Regions from separate parts of the Mus musculus genome. Here region 1 is linked to region 2. Evidence: chromatin contacts called from public Hi-C data. All regions are on one chromosome and are shown on one strand. Each heading gives the region's core, a stretch centred on a gene start, on an enhancer-like site or on the middle of the called end of the contact. The rest is flanking DNA. Distances are from core to core; before and after follow the strand shown. Region 1 overlaps Nr6a1 (nuclear receptor subfamily 6, group A, member 1). Region 2 holds the start of Nr5a1 (nuclear receptor subfamily 5, group A, member 1).

Region 1 (4,915 bases), core at 246-2,745, 110 kb before region 2:
GTACTTTAACAATACAGCTTTTATGGCACTGGAGGTGGTTAAAATGCTAGAGTAGCCCTTAACCATGGCATCTCGGATCTCCGTGCTGCCCTTTTCTCTTTCTTTCCTTTTTTTATTCTCTTCAAATCTCAGAGCTGCCAGGAGTGTGTGGAGCCTGTAACTTCCTGTTCTCTGAATTCTGCATCTTTCTGCAGCTCTGAGCTTTGTGTTCCCCAGCCTGCGACTGTGTGCTAACAAATCACTATTGTCCAGTGGGGCGAATGTGGCTGGAACTAAAGAATTGCTGTCTGGTTTCTATTCAAATCCAGGTAGTGAGATACATGAATGGACTTTTCGAATCGTCATGTGAATAACGTCTGCTCGGCATGAGAGCTCAGAGCCACGCTAGGCAAGATTAACTCCTAGGCTGCCCAGTAACACTCTGCGGTAGGAGCTAAACCATTAGAAAGAAGCGTCTGACACATGCTTAATTCTCCATTTCCTAAGTTGGGCTAGGTGTTAAATTATTTAACTGGTTTTTTTAAGTGTTCCTGAACTTTGGGAAACATGCCAGATTAGGTGTGTGTTTTTTTTTTTCCACTTAGAATAATGTTATATTGTCTGAAAAGTTTTTTCTAGCATTTTTTATATTATAAAGTTACTTGATTGCACATAAACAAAAGTAAGAGACAGCTGCTTTTCTCAAGGAACTAGTCCTTTAAACTGCTTTCCACCCCACAAAGGGAAACCATCCCCGCCCTTTTTAAAAAGTACTTTCTTATTACTTCAAATATTTTCCCCAAAGCCCACATCTATACAAAGAAAATCGAGCTTCACATGTAACATAAAAATCAAAGAAAACAAGTTGCCTTCAAATTAGGAACCCACCTAAGTTATACCAGAATTGGTTAATCTTTTTTAATTATAGGTTTAAAATGGTACTATAATTTACAATTCTCATTTATCTATAAACAGTTATTTTAAGTATCTTCAATATACCTGAAAAAGAAAATCTCGATAGGATTGCGTTTACATTTCTCCTCTCTCACAGGTACTATGAAATGGAGAGAGAGCCTTTTATGTTTCTTTTTGTCTTAAACTCAGACAGCTTTGTAAGCAGTAGTGTGTAGATTACAAGAGTTAGACAAAAGCAGGCGAGACTGAGAAGAGTGGAGGGGGGGTTGCTTGGGGCACTTCCTGTCACTCAACACATTCCAGATCACTAAAAAATTTCCACACACTGCATTCCCTCTTGCCCACTCAAGTTCCCAGTATTTTCTGATTCTGTGTGCTGCTGGTGTCTCTTGTGCTCCTTTCTTTCCATGGCTCTGCTAAGACTGCTTCAGGGGACACACATTCCTTTAGATTATACAAAGCATAGCTTGGAAAATGGCTGGCAGTTTCAGAATCTAGTCACGATTGCACGCATGAGCACCTCACACATCCATGCCCCCTTTCCCCCCTCCCACCTCCGCAGCTGGCTGACCTGTCTCACCCGCTGCTGGCCTATCGAACGGCCAGGACTGTCTGGTTTTGGCTCATGCCTTTGTCCATGTCTGGCTTAGTTCCTCTCTGTCTATGCTTGCCTTTACCCCCAACGCCCCAGGCGGCACAAGTGTTTGGCCATGCAAAACTACGGATAGAAAAGGTGGTAAAAACTTCAAACTTTGCTAAATTTTCTAACAGTTTATTCTTTTGTTAATTTCTGCCTTATTTAAATATTGTTTTAAGAAAAACAAATAGAAAATTAATTACCTAAAGGCAAAGAATGCAAAGCAACCTTTGTGTTCCTTATAATAACTGACTTAATAACTCTGCAGCTGCGTTATGGGGAGCGTATAAAGCTTCTGTTCCGAGAACAAAGGAGCACGTGCAGAAATGAGCCGAAAAAATCAGTGACAGCATTTCACTACACAAATTACTGAAAAGGTTTTAGTCAAAGCCTCTCAACAGATGCAATTTTAAAATGGTTTTTAGCTGGAAAAAAAATGAAAGTGCTTACCCGGTAAAAGAACCGAAGTAGTCCTGAACTGTTACGTAAGACTTTCTACAGTTGGATCTTTGTCAAAAGGGGAAGGGGGTGATAGAAGAAAGCAGCAACAACAAAAAAGTTGGAGCTGCTGTGGCTAGAGGACAACTTCTGTGCTTCCAGATAGGATTCTTGCTGTAGAAATGGAACTTCAGCCAGCACAGCATCCTGTCCCAGTAGAAAAATGAGTTTGTCAGTTTAAAAAAAAAAAAAAAAAAAAGATCCTGGAGCCCAGGCTAGACAAGGTATTGAACCGCACCAGGTTTCCTTGCAGCCCTGTCTGCTTAGCTCGCATTGAACTATATATGACCCAGATGATGGACAGAAGCACATTCAGTCATGTGCACACTGGAAGAAAGCGGATTTGCTGGTCCCCGCCAGGGCAGGGGTTTGTCTTCTGATTGGGCTGTGCCCTGATCGGTGAAATGTGAAGCCCTCACCATTCAGAGGCCATAATTCAGGACTGGCAGTTTGAGTGTCTGGCTGCTTCTAGTCACTGAGAGAGACTTTGTAGGTGTTGCTTTTGTTTGATGGCATGACCCACGGAGTAGTTGCTTACACCTTATATACATGTCGGGGGAACTAGTCTTTCTAAAATACAATAATGCAGCTGATGCCACAGTTCTAAGCCAGCCTATTGTTGATAAATTGTGCTGTAACTAAACTAATTGTTTGATTTAGCCAGCTTCCTCTCCAGACCATGGACCTGATTTTGCAGTTTGATAAGGTAATTATAAAAGTGGTGTTTGAAGCAGAAATGGTGTGTTCCTGTAGTAAGTCTAGCATTTGAGAGGCAGAAGTAGGAAAGATTGTGAGTTTTAGGCCAAATTTAGCTACATAGTAGCATAGTATATAGGAAGGAAGGAGGGAAGAGGGAAGTTTTATAGATCTAAATTATACCTAATGAAAAGCGAATAAACAGCAGAGAAGTGAGTTTTTAGATTTTAGAGTGTTTGAACATATGAGGAAGTAGCTTTAAATCTCTTATTATTCCTTTTTGGGATCACCCTTTAGTCATACAGGGGATTTTGGAGATGGGTAGTATAAAAGCATAGACTCCATCAAGCTGTGGCCTAGCCTTTAAACTTGCAACACAGCCTTAGCTGGCAGTCTTTAGATGAATTATCTAAACTAGGGTCCTTCAGGTTCACCAGCTGTTTTTCTGAGCCACTAGGAAACCAGGTTGCCATAAAGGACTGTCAGTTGTGATGTTGTTTAGAAAAAGGCAGTTACTTTATTTAATTAAATTGACTTTTTTTTTTAATTGATGTAATAAAGTTTCATTATGAGGGGCTGGAGAGATAAATGGCTCAAAGGTTAAGAATACAGGTTACTCTTCCGGAAGAACCATCTTCAATTCCCAGCACCTAAGTGGTAGCTTATAACAACCTGTAACTCTAGTTCCAAGGATCTAATGCCCTCTTCTGGCCTTCTCTGGCACCTGACACACAAGTGGCTCACATACATACATACAGGCTAAATAATTTTTAAAATTGCATTATAAAACCTTGGTTCTAAGATAAGAAGTCTATTCCATACGGACCCATTTTTATTTTCTTCAGGAATTCCTATCTCCAAGAATTTAATACAATCTAATAAGTATTAGTATTAAATCAGTATTAGGTATAAATACCTTTTCATTCTGTCCATAATTGTGTGTGTGTGTGTGTGTGTGTGTGTGTGTGTACACGCGCGCGCCCATGACAAATAATGTGGGTTGCCTTCCAGGTATATAATGTTTGTTAAAGGCAAACTACTTTGGAGGGAAGATAAAATTGATTTATGAAGAATTTCTCCAGTATTAAATAATAATGTGCTTAGCTATTTTGAGTCATAACTCAACATATAGTGTTCATTACTTTTTCCAAATTTTGGAAAACAAATACAGAAAATAGCATACAACTTATGGTCCAATAGGTCACTGGCATCTGTTCCATTCGTTTAAAAAATTTTTAATTACTTTCAGATTATGTATATGTTTGTGTACATGCACACGTATATGCAGCTATATGAACATCAATGCAGATGTACACAGAAGCCAAAGGAATTACAGGTGGCTTTGAGCCCTTGATGTGGGTGCTAGGAATCAAACTCAGGCCCTCTGTAAAGGCAGTAAGTAGTAATGAACCATCTCTCCAGCCCCAGGAACAACATTTTAAAAATGTAGATGAAAAATCATGTAATATCACCCAGTATATTTCTTTTCTTTTCTTTTCTTTTCTTTTCTTTTCTTTTCTTTTCTTTTCTTTTCTTTTCTTTTCTTTTCTTTTCTTCCTTTCTTCTTTCCTTTCCTCTCCTTTCCTCTCCTTTCCCTCCCTCCCTCCCTCTCTCTTTCTTTCTTTCTTTCTTTCTTTCTTTCTTTCTTTCTTTCTTTCTTTCTTTCTTTCTTTCTTAATGAAATATGTTAATTGCAGACCATGGAGTTGATTTCACAGCCCACTATTGAAAAGAATACATTTGAGAAAATGAGGCTTTAGAGCTTTAGTGTATTGTCCAGTGTCAATGTCAAATGACCATGCAACTTGACCCAGAAACTAGTTCTGAAGCTTTTATTTGTTCTACCACAGTTAGATGGCTCTTCTAGTGACATTAACCTGTAACAACCTGAGATGAACTTTGACAATTACTACATAGAATGTAAATTTTCAAAAACAAAGTATAATGGAAGGAGTAGAAATTCTCTTCTTCAGCTTTGTTGTGTCAGTGCTTTTCAAAGAATTCTTTGCCACTTGGAATATCTGATAATCTTGGTTAGAATACAATTGATAGTACTTACTAGTTATGAGACAAACTCATAGGTACCCAAAGGACTTACATCTCATTATTTAGCCTTGTCTTGAGCTACTTTTGACTTCTTAAGAATAATAGCAATAAGGCCTGTCTTAAGACCTAGCTTTTGAGAACTTT
Region 2 (4,572 bases), core at 2,047-4,546:
ACAAGAATTAGCAGAGCCTTAGACCTTCAGATATGCATTCAACAGTGCTGAGGGCCCAGAGATAGAGCAAGTCTTCCAAAGAGGGTTCCCCTAGCTGACATGAGTCACACTTTCACAGAAGGGCAAGCAATGTTGACAGTGATGTTGCAATGTCAGACTCAACAAGGAAAAAGCCTCTAAGGACAGAGCAGCCAAGCTTTCAGCAGATCGTGTGTGTGTGTGTGTGTGTGTGTATGTGTGTGTGTCTGACATTTACTGAGCATACATGGCATCCTAAGAGGACACTAGGTAAGTCACGTGTGCCATCACACCTCATACCCCTTTTATAAAGGAAGAGCATGAGATGTAAACAGGTCACACAGCCAGAGATGGGCCAAGTTGGAATGAAACCCAGTCTCTGCCAGCAACTCTCAAATCTCAAGGACTTGTCAGGACATCACAGCTAAGCTAGCTGGTTATTTCCACAGCACCATGGTGCTGAAAGATCCCATTTAACCTGTTTTAAAAGTCAGGTTCTAGCTGGGCAGTGGTGGCACATGCCTTTAATCCCAGCACTTGGGAAGCAGAGGCAGGCTGATTTCTGAGTTTGAGACCAGCCTGGTCTACAAAGTGAGTTCCAGGACAGCCAGGGCTATACAGAGAAACCCTGTCTCGAAAAAACAAACAAGCAAACAAAAAACCAAATATATAAAAAAGAAAAATATTTTCTAAAAAAAATAAATAAATAAAAGGCAGGCTTGGCATTTCTGAAGTCCTGGGTTTGAACCCCAGCAACACAACACACACACACACACACACACACCAGGAGATATAGAATTTACTTCATGAAGTCTCCCATCAAAAGGGGTGCAAAGAGGCAGGATTTTGTGGTACTGTGTGTGCCACAGGGTAAAATGGTGTTTTCTGGTCCATTTCTTTACTAGACTCAGAGGATGAACAGTGTGAATTCCAAAGTGAGACCCTGTACATGACAGCCAGAGAATAGAGTCAGGCATGGCAGCTTACACCTGCAATTCCAGCACTCCAGGCTGATGCAGGAGAATTGCCACCAATCAGAGGCTAGCCTGGACTACAGAGTGATGGTTTATCTCCAACAAAAAATTTAAAACTCAGAAAAAAATGTTTAAATTAAACAAAAATAATGAAGTGGGGGACCGAGAAATAATAAAAACAAAACAAAGGGGTTAAATCCTAGCTCTATACAAGAAAACTATGACTTTCTAGGTTAAAGAGGCTTGACCGAAGCCAGAGTGTTGAGGAACGTTGCGTGCAATGGTATAGATATAATTCAAATGAGCAAGTTTAACTTACTCAAATATTATGTCGAACAGTAGTAAAATCACTGTGGAACTCACTATTTTTTTTTATTTTTATTGAAGCCCCCCACCAGCCCTGCCTCTTGCATAACCCCTCCACCCCATCCCCCTCCCATTCTCCTCCAAGAAGGGGTACCTCTCTTCTCTGTACCAACCCAGCCTGGTACATCCTCTCCCACTGAGGCCATACAAGACAGTCAAGTTAGGGGAACAGTATACACTGGCCAGCAGCAGAGTCAGGGACAGCACCCACTCCAGTTGGAGGACCTCATGAAGACCAAGCTGTACATCTGCTACATATGTAGGGAAGGCCTAGGTCCAGTCAATGCTTGCTCTTTGGTTGGTGGCTGAGTCTCTGAGAGCCCCAAGGGTCCAGGATACTTGACTCTGTTGATCTTCCTATGGAGTTCCTATCCCCTTCAGAGCCCTCAATCCTACACACACACACACACACACACACACGACTCCCTGGGCTCCCTCCAATGTTTGGCTGTGGGTCTATTTTGCATCTATTTCAGCCAGTTGCTGGGTGGAGCCTCTTAGGTGGAGTTACTCTAGGCTCCTGTCTGCAAGCATAACAGAGTATCATTAATAGGAACTCAGTATTTTTTTTTAACTTGAAGCAGGCTGCAATGGGGCATGCTTATAATCCCAGCCCTCACAAGGGAGTAGCTGGAAAGTCAGAGACCAGCCCAAGCTACATAATGAGACACTGTCTCAAAGCTAAACAACAAAAACCCTAAGTGGTAACATGAGGAGAAGACACTCTGAACCCAAATCTAATTGGCTCAGTAATCCAGAAAAGGCCCTATCATCCAGAAAAGGCCCTATCATCCAGAAAAGGCCCTATCATCCAGAAAAGGCCCTATCATCCAGAAAAGGCCCTATCATCCAGAAAAGGCCCTATCATCCAGAAAAGGCCCTATCATCCAGAAAAGGCCCTATCATCCAGCGCTTCAGAAATGAGAAGCTTTGCCTGACTTGCCTGTCTCTTCAAGGGAAGTGGGGGTTCCCAGCAGGGGTCCCTACTTTGTGGACTCATGCCCCTGAACCACTCCTCAGAACAAATGGTTGCAAATTCTCTTGTGACAGAGGGTCCCTGGTCCTCATCATATCACGGTGTCCCCTAGTGCCTAGAACAGTGCTTGGCTCACAAAGCTCACTTATATAGATGTAGAAGGAAGGAATGCACAGGGTTACTTGAGAGGTGTGGGATGGGGGACCATGAAGGGCTCAGCCATCAGGATCCAATAGGGCTAGGCCAGTTCTGGAACTGGCTAAGCAGGGATGCCTGGCCATCTAGACAAAAAACAAAACAAAACAAAACAAAACAAAACAAAACAAACAAACAAACAAACAAACAAAAACCCTTCTTTCCTACCTGGTCCTAGTACCCACATAGTCCTACCTGAAGTCCCTGAAGCCACACCCTTAGCCCAGCAGTCTTGGCACAACCTCAGTTTCCCCAGCTACCAATGGACCATATCTGCAGCTCCCAGAGAAGCCACCAAAAAGGCCACACAAACCCCACCTGATGGGTTCCACCATGCCATTTCTCCACACTAGCCATTCTGACTCCTCACTCAGATCTGGGACAAGCTGGACCACGCAGCCCAGGCAAGGACCCAGGGAGGAAGCCATTCAAGGGGAGAAACTCCCAGCCTGGTAAGGGAGCAGGCCATAAATCAGGTCCCACTCCCACCCAGTCGCTAACAAGCCGCTGCCTATCTGCCTACATGGGGTCCCTGCCTCAGGCTCCCTCATCAGCCTGGACAGCCAGCTGGCCAAGGTCTCTCCAGTGCCTTGGCCTCTGCCCCCACCCAGGGCCCCCATAAAGATAGGGATATTTTTTTTTCTTTTAGAAGAGTGAAAAAAGATATAGACCCAAATGAAGAGAAACACCAACAAAGGAGGAGAAAGGCCTGCAGAGTCACGTGGGGGCAGAGACCAATTGGGCCTCCGGTGGCCCCCCCACCCACGAGGGGAGGAGGAAAGGACGATCGGACAGGGCCAGTTTCCAGTCCGCCGCTGCCCGCCCGCTGCTGGGTGAAGAAGTTTCTGAGAGCCCGCTAGCCACTGCCCTACCTGAGGCCTGGGAGCCTCCCCACCAGGACCCTGGTGTCCAGTGTCCACCCTTATCCGGCTGAGAATTCTCCTTCCGTTCAGTAAGTGAAGGCCGGGGCCCAGGCCTCTAATGGCCAGCCTCCCTCTTCAGTGCCTTGCTCCGGCCTAGACTGGCCACTGCCTGCTCTACAGAATGACCAGCGCCCACCAATCTGGGCAGGGAAAAGGCCAGGGGTCTCTCTAGATCCATTTCCCCACTACAATACCCCTCACCTTTCCTATGGTGTGCTACAGAGGAGCTAGGCCTATGGCGACAGACCCAGTAGGGTCTGAGGGTGGTTGGTGGTGTCTTAGAGGTAGCCGGGGGTTCCTGAGGGTGTGGTGTTCTGTGTCTGTCCTGAGGGTTCTCTTAGGTTTGTCTTCTGGTCTTGGAGTCTTGCTGCCTGAGTGTCTGAGTTGCATCTATGGAGGAATCTGAGCCTCCATATGTGTATGTCTGTGTTTCTACTGTAAGTCGGGGCCAGTGTCTCTTTTGCTTCCCTGGGTAGATGGATGAAGGGCTGTGCGTCACTATAAGAGTGTACAGGAAGGGGGGACATTCAGTGGGCCCCTGGAGGAAAGGGTTGAGATAGAGGCAGAAAGGTAGAGAGCAGCTTGGTGCCCATCCCCCATCCTACCAGGGATTTAGCCCAGAGGAGTGTCCACATTATCCAAGATGCCCCTGGTGGGCTACTCGAGAGCCCAGTCAGAATCCCAACCAACCTCCATTCCTTCATCCCCATTGCCTGCTGGCCTCTGAGCCTAGGTTCATCTGGGGGCTTTTGTTTTGGTTTTGTTTGTGTTTTTGCAATGTAAGAAATGAACGGCAGAGCCTCACACTGGGCGTGGTCTGCCACTGAACCCCATTCCCTCCCCAGTTTCACTTTCTGAGGGTTCCTATCGGGAGGGAATTTGTTCATAAGCCCGTGTAGCCCCTATCCCTGAGGTTTAGGTGCCAAGTGTGGGGAGAGGGCCTGATCTGGCTCGCTCTCCTTACTTCTACGATTCATCCACTTCAGCCACGCAATTTCACTCCTCAGCTCTGTAGGACGGTAGGGAGTGACTTGCCTGAGCTAGGACTGGACAACCACATCGGTTAGATTCGGTGGTTCTTCCCCCCATCGGGTGAATGACTTGAGAGGTTCGCTGTGCT

The links. Hi-C and Micro-C count contacts between places; a contact is called where the count stands out from the background.
Region 1: a Hi-C map of nephron progenitors shows a contact between it and region 2, with 2.3 times the contacts expected there. The contact joins the enhancer-like site here to the promoter of Nr5a1 in region 2. A contact is called at or near these places in 1 of 39 promoter capture datasets (the SN4741 cell line), 1 of 484 Hi-C or Micro-C datasets (nephron progenitors) and 1 of 115 datasets of contacts at active chromatin or transcription factors (embryonic stem cells).

The regions. Positions count from the first base shown.
Region 1 is chr2:38,820,636-38,825,550 of GRCm38.p6, reverse strand. The region is part of intron 3 of Nr6a1 (nuclear receptor subfamily 6, group A, member 1); the gene reads left to right. Nr6a1os (a long non-coding RNA gene) reads right to left here. Exons shown (of 7, transcript XR_866167.2): 1 at 1,982-4,915. Among named protein-coding and RNA genes, the nearest start is that of Nr6a1os, 7.1 kb to the right of the region's middle. Within about 2 kb of position 1,495, at least 311 of the 459 cell types and tissues checked have an H3K27ac peak or open chromatin away from gene starts, as enhancers often do. A contact at or near this core is called in embryonic stem cells and nephron progenitors, where this site is marked.
Region 2 is chr2:38,713,266-38,717,837 of GRCm38.p6, reverse strand. It overlaps Nr5a1 (nuclear receptor subfamily 5, group A, member 1), which reads left to right and starts at 3,296. Exons shown (of 7, transcript NM_139051.3): 1 at 3,296-3,481. RefSeq lists an enhancer at 3,145-3,164, a cis regulatory region at 3,246-3,254 and promoters at 3,113-3,332, 2,741-3,415, 3,239-3,469, 1,448-4,572.